Regions from separate parts of the Danio rerio genome. Here region 1 is linked to region 2. Evidence: chromatin contacts called from public HiCAR-type data. All regions are on one chromosome and are shown on one strand. Each heading gives the region's core, a stretch centred on a gene start, on an enhancer-like site or on the middle of the called end of the contact. The rest is flanking DNA. Distances are from core to core; before and after follow the strand shown. Region 1 holds the start of rnf41l (ring finger protein 41, like). Region 2 holds the start of ptpn3 (protein tyrosine phosphatase non-receptor type 3).

What was found. HiCAR-type assays count read pairs that join an accessible place to other places.
Region 1: a HiCAR-type map of caudal fin shows a contact between it and region 2, with 3 times the contacts expected there. The contact joins the promoter of rnf41l here to the promoter of ptpn3 in region 2. A contact is called at or near these places in 2 of 4 datasets of contacts at active chromatin or transcription factors (caudal fin and embryo).

The regions. Positions count from the first base shown.
Region 1 is chr16:29,851,878-29,856,514 of GRCz12tu, reverse strand. It overlaps rnf41l (ring finger protein 41, like), which reads left to right and starts at 1,480. Exons shown (of 8, transcript XM_068214144.1): 1 at 1,480-1,615; 2 at 3,719-3,811. rad54b (RAD54 homolog B) reads right to left here and starts at 1,377. Exons shown (of 15, transcript XR_012392112.1): 1 at 1,306-1,377.
Region 2 is chr16:29,668,117-29,672,849 of GRCz12tu, reverse strand. ptpn3 (protein tyrosine phosphatase non-receptor type 3) reads right to left here and starts at 2,550. Exons shown (of 26, transcript XM_682838.11): 1 at 2,452-2,550.

The DNA of each region.
Region 1 (4,637 bases), core at 231-2,730, 180 kb before region 2:
CTTATCCTTTAGATTAGCATTGTTTCATTTGGGTTGTGCAGTTTAATTTACAGAATTTCTACAAAGTATGTTGTATACTGTAAACTCGCATACTTTTTTTGGTCACGTCCATAACGCATGTTTACTTTAAAATATAAATAATATTTACAGATTGGTATTTTTCTGATCCCATAACTCTGTGGTTAGTTGTTTTGGAAAATATAAACAGATGGTGCAATATAATGTTATCATAGATTTTCTCTGTGTATTTATGTTTGAATTTTTTACTCAAAATGTCAAACCCATAACGCTGGAATTGCTCATTAATTGTCAGCATTTTTAATAGTTTATTGTTTTATTTTTGAGTATTTTGTTGTATTATGCACTGTCTGTAGTCTGGAGCCAGCACCTAAGCTATTCAATTTAGGTAAAGCTGGTTAAATATCGGCACATTCGTACAGTGACAACTTGTGACATGCTGCCTACATTGTTTAACATGGTACTTTGAAAATTCAATCGAAAGTCACATGTAAGTATTACTTGAAAACAACATTAGCCCTATTTATTTGACTGTGAACAGTGTTGTACTTTGACAGTCGTTGACTGATAATAGGATTAGATTTCCATATTTAGCATTGGCAAAGAATACTTTCTTGGAATGACACTATTTTGGAGAAACTTTACCTTAATAGATTTTCATTCATCATAGAACACGTGCTGCTGCTGCTAATGTGACAGTTAAAGTGCTTTGATTTGAGGTATGTACACAGAAATTGAAAAAAAGAACTTTTGTTGACATTTTTATAATTACATTTTAGTATGACTTTTTAGGATTTTTTTCTTTATGAATGCAATATTTACTACCTAATCAATAATATTATACATGATGTTAAATATTATTATTAAAGTGTAATAAGCAGCCCTGATGAACTGCAAATTCTTTCGTATCAGAGGGTTTATGATTCACTAAAAAGATCCAGTTCATAAGAGTCATTTCATTTGTTCATGAATCGGACAACGCGGGGTAGCTCATCTATATATATCATTAAACTGAACCAGCTCATAAATAATGTTAAGAAGGTCATACTCATTAGAGATGACAAGAATGTGATAAACAAAGAAATAGTTTCCTTTTGGGCGAACCATCCCTTTGCGAACAGGACATTTTTAGCAAGCAGGCAAGCATCTGTTGCTGTCGTTAGCAAAACACGGGTAAACAATGTAAAGTTGAGCCGCGCTGACCGACTCCTTACACCTCTCAAAACATGTCAAATGCATTTGAATTTAATCTACTAATTGTACATAAGCAATACGTAAACCGCTTACCTTGTTATCGAGTTTCCTCTCGTATGTCAATCACTTTGCCTATTTACAAAAACTCCCTCAAAAACGAGTCTCCCGCGGACGTGACGTACCTTTGCTGTGATTGGACAAAACTCGACGTCACGTAAAGTAGGTGGAGTTGAGGAGCTTATGAAGAGCAAAAATCAACAGTACAGAGAGAGTACTGTTAAAGAAACCTGACAGGAAATGTAGCCTGCAAATAATATATATCTAATCCAGCAAAGGTAAATGAAGCAAAATAGAAGAGACGTCTGAAAAGTTTGATTTCTGTCAACCATCACTGATCAAACAGGCAAGTAGAAGCTACTACACATTATTAACTAGACTTGTTTGGTTATTTACATTATAACAAACAAGTTTTGTGCACAGTTATTAGCTTTGACATCAAATCAATTACTGGTTTGTGTGTGTTTTATTATATTCATCATTGCAGTCTTTCATTAATACATTGTTAGTATACTTTATATTCGAATTATTGCAAAAAATATTGCTTATTAACAAACATATTTTACTAGAAAGTAAACAAATGGTGAATTTTTGTACATATTACACAGTAAAGAAAAATCTGTATATGTAAAAAAGAGTACTGGAAAGGCACTGAATGAAATAAATTATGATCAATGTATCAATGTTTATTTTTGGTTGTAATTTAACTAATAAATATATATAATCATGAATTACTGGCACAGTACTGGAGAAATCTTGAATAACATTACCCTTTAATCTTTAGAAACGTTTAATAACACATACATGGTGCTTGAGTGTGATTTTATTGAATTCTTAAGTGTTTTACTCAGTAACTGTGTTTGGGATGCACACAGATGCATGTTTGCATGTGTTGTGTCAATATTTTATACAGTGCTGCATGTCTGAAAGTGAAGCTGTAATGTTGGCGTGTAGAAAATAATCCAATCAGAGTGTGGGAAAGCATAATCCTGTCTAATCCAACCGCAGCCATGAAGAACAGAGATCATTCAGGCAGTGAGAGTGACCAGACACTGACAAACATCCTCTCCTTCATAAAGATCCTGCTGTATATCCTCAAATGCGGATCTGTTAGCAGTGAGGGTTTAACCAGAGCAGCATATCATAGAAAAACAGAAGTGTTTAATGGTCAAGCCACAAACGGACACCTAAGATGATCAGTTGTTTTTCTGTCACGTGGCCAGGCAGGTGCAGGAACACTTGCGCAGATCACCTGTTACTGAGGGGTTATTATTAAGGACCGTCTGCTGGATGTCAGTGAGGGAGGGACCAACAGGCTCCTGATATATGGGTTTTACTGGTAAACACTCCATTTTCAACATTAAATGTGTTGTATATTTGTAATCATTGTTCATTTATAATTTACATTCTTTAATTACTTTTTAATGTAACAGAATTATTCATGTTAAATTGTAGTTGTCAAATGAGAAAACATTTGAATGTGTAACATAACAAGTAATCTTACAATTCTGTATGTTTAAGATACTTAACAAAATAAAATGTAAAATTTATATACAAACCTGTTTCTGTTTGCAGTTTTTTTTATCTATTCTTACATTATTTTAACTTTGTCAGTGTGAAAATAAAAAAACATTTGTTTTGATTGGATTTTTAAAAAATCATTTTTAATTTTATTTCCTAAATCATGTTTAGTGTAACAAATATTCTTGTCAAGTTGTAGTAGTTTAACACAATTATTAAAAAAATGAAGTTTGTTGCAAAGAAATTACATATTAAGCTGCAAAGAAACAAAAAAATTATATTTATTATAAGTTGAAGACCTTAGTTATATTAAAATAATTTAAAATAAAAATGAAATGTTATTAATAAAATAATAAGATAAATAAAAAAAGATAACAGTAAAAATATATTATTTGTTTATTTCTGTTCTAAAGTTTTAGAAATTTATCAAACTTATTTTTTCCTATATTTTAACTGCAAAGTTAAAAAATATGTCTAGTTATTTAGTAATATTATTAAAATAAAATTTAACAGTTTATTAGTTTTGAAATATATAAATATACAATTATATAAAATAATTAAAGCACATATATAATTTGCTAAACTAAAAATGTCATCGTTAAAAACATATTCAATGTGTTTTTTAATGTGTATACAGTCTTGCTGTGCCTTTGGCTTGTATTTGTATGAGGGTTGCCAGGTGCTTCAGTCTCACCTGATCTCAGCATGTAAAAGGAGTTTCCCTAAGGGTTTCCCTGAGGGATTTCACCAGGTGTGTGTGGAGTTCTTGCAAATTTGTTGTTCATTAGGTGGTCTGAGGACAGGTGAGAGTTTCATAGCAAAGGAGCATTAAAATAGCATTTTGCACAACTGCACACACGTTGAAGGGTGTTTTTATAATGTTTAGTACAAATGAAGCTGGCGATCTGACCTCCCACTCATGTTTCAGGCCAACAGCTGCCACCTGCCTGTTTCTACAGCAACAAACCAGACCACCTTCAGCAACCACACCTGAAAGAAACTCTGAACACACCACACACAGGTAATCGCAATTTCACTAATATATGTATTTGTACCAATTAAAATATGTTTTTGAATGTTTTTTTAGTTATGCTGCTTTGCTAAGTTTACAATAAAAGTCTGTTGGCCTGCAGTAGCCTTAAATAGAACATTTGATATGATTTCTTCATGTAAAAGAAATACTATTGCTCATTGGTAAACCCATTTAACACTTACATATCAATTATACTAAACGTATCTAACCAAAATGTATATATTCATTTTGCTGTGAAGAAATTTTTTGCCTGAGTTTGTGTTTTGAAATATTCAAATAAGAAATTTATTTGTACTAAAAACAATAATGTGCGGCCGAAGCAGTGGTGCAGTAGGTAGTGCTGTCGCCTCACAAAAAGAAGGTTGCTAAGTCGCTGGTTCGAGCCTCGGCTCAGTTGTGTGTGGAGTTTGCATGTTCTCCCTGCATTCGCGTGGGTTTCCTCCGGGTGCTCCGGTTTCCCCCACAGTCCAAAGACATGTGGTACAGGTAAATTGGGTAGGCTAAATTGTCCATAGTGTATGAGTGTGTGTGTGTGATGAGATGGGTTGCTGCTGGAAGGGCATCCGCTGAGTAAAAACTTGCTGGATAAGTTGGCGGTTCATTCCGCTGTGGCCACCCCAGATTAATAAAGGGACTAAGCCGACAAGAATATGAATGAATGAAAAATATTGTGGAAAGTATGAAATCTTTGTATTTTTGCCATTAGTTGTTGTTTTTTTTTTGAGGGAAAAGCATAGTTTTTCAGACAGCGTGTTATTAGCATCTAGGTATTTTGACGCTTATACATTTAGATATTTGATACAGATATTTGTTA
Region 2 (4,733 bases), core at 1,301-3,800:
TACAGGGTAAGCACCCCCAGCTGACCTCTATAACACCTCTTCCAGCAGCAACCAATACTGTATTGCCCCTCGTACCATCATTCACTATATCCTACATTAGTCCACTAATATAGTTCACTTGAAGTAGTGAATGAAACTAGTAAGTGAATTCAAGCACCAAAAGGGATGCCATTTTGTTTGTGCTTTGCTGTTTGACCAGGTGCAGCCCTGCTTGGCTTCAGTGGGCTACCATGTGAGAGCTGAGAAAGCTAGCAGCTGGCAGCTATCTATACTCGAATCAGTGGGTAGAGCCTAGACAGGCAGTGATGTAAAAGCAGGCATTGATGACCTTTTGAGAAGGCGGAGTTTAGACACACTATTACATTATGTCATGTTGGCTGTGAGTGGCTTCTGCATAAGCTGTATTATACGAAGAAACTTGATTAAAGTGATACACTGTAGTTATAGTATAGTCTTTAATAATTTCAATAATACTTGTATATTCGGGAATGGATGTACTATGAACATTATATCGTAGCTAATACAACCTGTATATAATGTTTATAGTACAGTACATCCATCTGTAAATATTACCCATAGTTTTTAATATTTGTTATTATAACTTATACCTATACCCTACACTTGCTGCTCGTGCACTCCTGGTTAGACCTAAACTGCATTAATAATTCCGTTAAAAGTGTGATGAACTGAGAAATAAATTCACTTGATCTTTTGACATGTAAGAGGTCACTGCACTATGAACAAATATACTGTAAGTTATAGAATGCAAAGTATTTTTATGTGTCTAAATGAATTCTGTGTCCGCACATTAGTCTGTGCTGTCACTGTTTTGTAGTGTCATTTTTTAAATAAATATGCATAAATCAAGTTTTTCACACAAAAACTGTTTTCTGTCTAAGATATAGTCTACAGTTTTTGTAAATATGTACAGTAATAATAATATAGGACAAGTGTGTCAAATGTTTGCACTATTGCCAATTATAAGGCTGCACTGTGATAATTAAAAAAATACATAATGCCTCATATACTAGAGACAGACTAAATGATATCTGCTCTAATTAAATTGCGCTACCTCATCCCTAGTGTGTATTGTATAGTGTACAGTTGTAATTTTGGTGTACATGCATTTATGACACCTTCTTATGGGGTAGTTCACCCAAAAACTAAATATTACTGATTACTTGGTGACCCTCAATTGGTTATAAAGCTTTGTTAGTTACTTTATGTTGTTAAACACAAAGATATGCTGGAAAAAAAGCTGAAGAGCTGTAAAAAGTAGTAAAAACAAATAGATGTCAATAGTTACATTTTTTCAGCTTTCTTCAAAATATCTTCTTTTCTGTTTAACAGAAGAAGTCGAACAGGTTTTGAACAAGCATGAGGATGAGTAAATAACAGAATTTTCACTTTTGGGTGATCTATCTCTGCAAACACTGTGTAAATGCCACCTCAGATACACTTCTGTGCCACCTTTAAAGTGCAAATTTGACATTAGACAAGTAAACATGAACGTGAACTGGTGATGTGACAATACTTTATAATTTGGGAGAGACAAAAGACACATGACATAAATCAGAATTTGAGACAGAAATCCATCATATGGACACACTAAGTTATTTGACATAAGATTTTTAACAGCCTGTAGTTACTTCAGATTAAGCTACATTAAATACCTCTTGTTCTTTCAGACTTAACCTCACAGATCCAGTTTGTGGACGCTCTCTGTGACTGTTTGCAAATGCAGAAGTCTCACTGATCTGTCTTTGTATACAATGTTTCCCTTTTTGACCATATAAAACGCATAGTTGCAGTCTGAAGTGGGTGTTTTACTTTCGCTCACGGTTAGAGCAGCTCTGACGTTTACACTGGAGGTTAATATTTACCAGCAGCTCGGTTGCAAAAGCACTACTTTACACGCTCGACTTCACTTTTAAGCGACGCGATATTTACGGCTTAGGACATGTAATTACTTGAACCATCCTAAAAAACAAAGAGCCTTTGACTCAAACTACTGTAATATTATGAGTTTGAAACAAAAAAGTAACACAGGACGGTTTAACAGGAGAAAACAGTTTAAAGTTTCTGTATGAGGGCTTTTCTGGGTGTGACGTCTTGCATTTCTGACTCAAGTTCACGCTGGTCTGCTCAGGCTTTAGGTTCGGGCTCTGTCACAAATCTGAACCGAAGTGTCACCAAACCGAGCGGGGTGAACGACAGGACAGTTCTTCTGCTCCAGCGTTTATGACCTCAACATATTTCGAGATCATATTTCGCATGGAAAGAAACAAATCCAGGAGCTTTATCGCGATATTTCCCATAAACAGTCTAGGAGTGAACCGATTTGTTGTTCTTAAAGCCAAATATACGTCGTTTGACAATGTTCTTCTTTAGCCCACAAAGTTGGAGTTCATGCAGGGACATTCATACATCAGAAAAGCGTCAGAAAGTTACCTGCTCGAGCTGTTCCCAATATTTCTGCAGTGTTAGAAGTTCTTACAATCCCCGAGATGAGAGAAAAGTTTCCATGTTAAGGCGATCATGGTCGCAGGTGTCGGTAAACTTCCGGAATATGTTATTTTTCTCTCTCTTGGTTCCTTCGGGAGGGCAATAACGGCGTCACTGCGCTGACCACGAGTGCAGGATCTATTGTGATCATGTAGCAATAGTTTTGTTTTTATGCTCCCCTTCCCACTGCTGGGGTGGTTGCAACACACATTTTACAGATTTCATGATGTGAATGTGATTGTCAGACCTAGCCTGATTTCAAGGCGTGATTCATGTTAAGCCAGAACTCTCAGGAATTTCACGAGCTCGCGCAATTTCAGGTGCGCGTCCCCGCCGGTTTAGGGCGCTGCCTCTTTGAGTCAGTAAGCACACCTGGGTGTAGAGCTTGCTCTAAAATTCTTCTGGTTTTCATTCTGGTTTCCCAGCTTAGTCTTAGTTTTTAACACTTACTATCAATACTATCTGATCAGAGTAAGAGACCAAAATGCGACCATTAACAATGATAATAAAATAAATCCTTAACCACCATATTCTTATTTTTCTTTCGTAAAAACATTAGAATATGGCATATTCCTTATAAATGTGACATCTATGCTCTTAAGACAAAACATAAGAATTAAAATCTGTTTCGGAACTTCTTTTAACTTGCCTTAAAACATCAAATGTAATCATTTTGTGGGTTAGCCAATTTTTTAAATATTCAGCATAACTGACCACTAGCTTGTGTTTTAGTAATCATACTAACTACTTTATCAGTGCCTTGCTGGGTTGCCTTTGTTTACACTCAGTCATGCACTCACTCCTTTTCTTATTTCCTTCTTAATAACAGGTCATCACAGCGAAACGAAATGTCAGTTACTCTTTGTTTGCCAGTGGATGCCTTTCCAGCCGCAACTCAAAATTGAGACATGTTTGTGGTAAATTCACAGCTTCAAATTTATGATGTGAATCTACCATTACAGCAAAGATGTTCTAGATCTGGTGATTATTTAAGCAATTTGAGTATAGTGAATACTATATAGTGTTGTGTTCAAGAAATTATTTTAAGAAACCAGCTTAAGATGATTTAAGATTGATAAAAACATGGGGATAATCAGCAACAATAGGCTGTGGTATTCAGCTAAGGGGTCAAAGTAAGTCAAGAAAATATGCTGAATTACATCATTATTGTCTTAGCTGAAAGGAGTGGTACCTGTTGTGGTCGTCTGTTGCTGTAGCTTACCTGGTTCAAGGTTGTATGTTCTTCTGTGGACTCATAAATGGTTATAGACTTTCTATCACCTCAAATCATCTGATCTTTACCATCAACAAGACATTAGGGGAGCGTGGGGCACAAAGTAACGTGGGGTTAAATGTAACATTGAGTTTTAAGGTATTTGCTCAAGGTTAACTATGGCATGCTTCCGAGGTTTTCTCCACAGTGTCAGCAGATGTCTTCCTGCCAATTATTGTAAATATTTTGTCGAAATTTGGATGAGAAACACAGGAGAAGCCATTTTTGCAGCATAAAAGTATTTTTTATTACACTTTATTTTATTATATTTTTTTAAATCGGTAAGTATGAACCTAAAATCTTATATTGTTGTGATCACAGTTTTCTAGGCTAAAAGATGAAACCATTTTGAAAGATATAAGAAACACAGTGACTACTAACCAGTTTTGAGGAAAACATGACACAGCAGGGATAGTTGTAACAGGGTGTTACAATTAAGCCACACACTGCTGGACACCAATTCAACAAACAATTTGTTTGTTTTTTTAATTTTGAGTGTAATGTTGAAAACTTTTTAAATATTTTTTTAAATAGAAAATATTGTGTTAATAGAAAAAATATTTATTGCCCATAATGCAAATAAATGCATTGTATAATACAGATAAATGGATAATAATGCAAATAGATTCAAATGTGTTTATCCAATAAACAAATAAATAAACATACTGTGTTATGTAGAATAAAAAAAAGAAATGAGCCAGGTAAATGTAAATGTACTGAGGAAATATAGCTACTATTTAAAGTAAATTGAATTTAAATTAATTGTGTGAAATCTGCCTTTAAATGCACCAAAACCAAAAAGTGTTACTTTGTGCCCGCTCTCACCTACTCTAAAAAGTAGCTTGTATTGTATGATAGTATGTGAAAATTCCAGTGAATCAGCAGTTCTGAAATACTCAGATCGGCCTGTCAGTCACCAACAACCATGTTACATTTGAAATCAACTAAATCACTT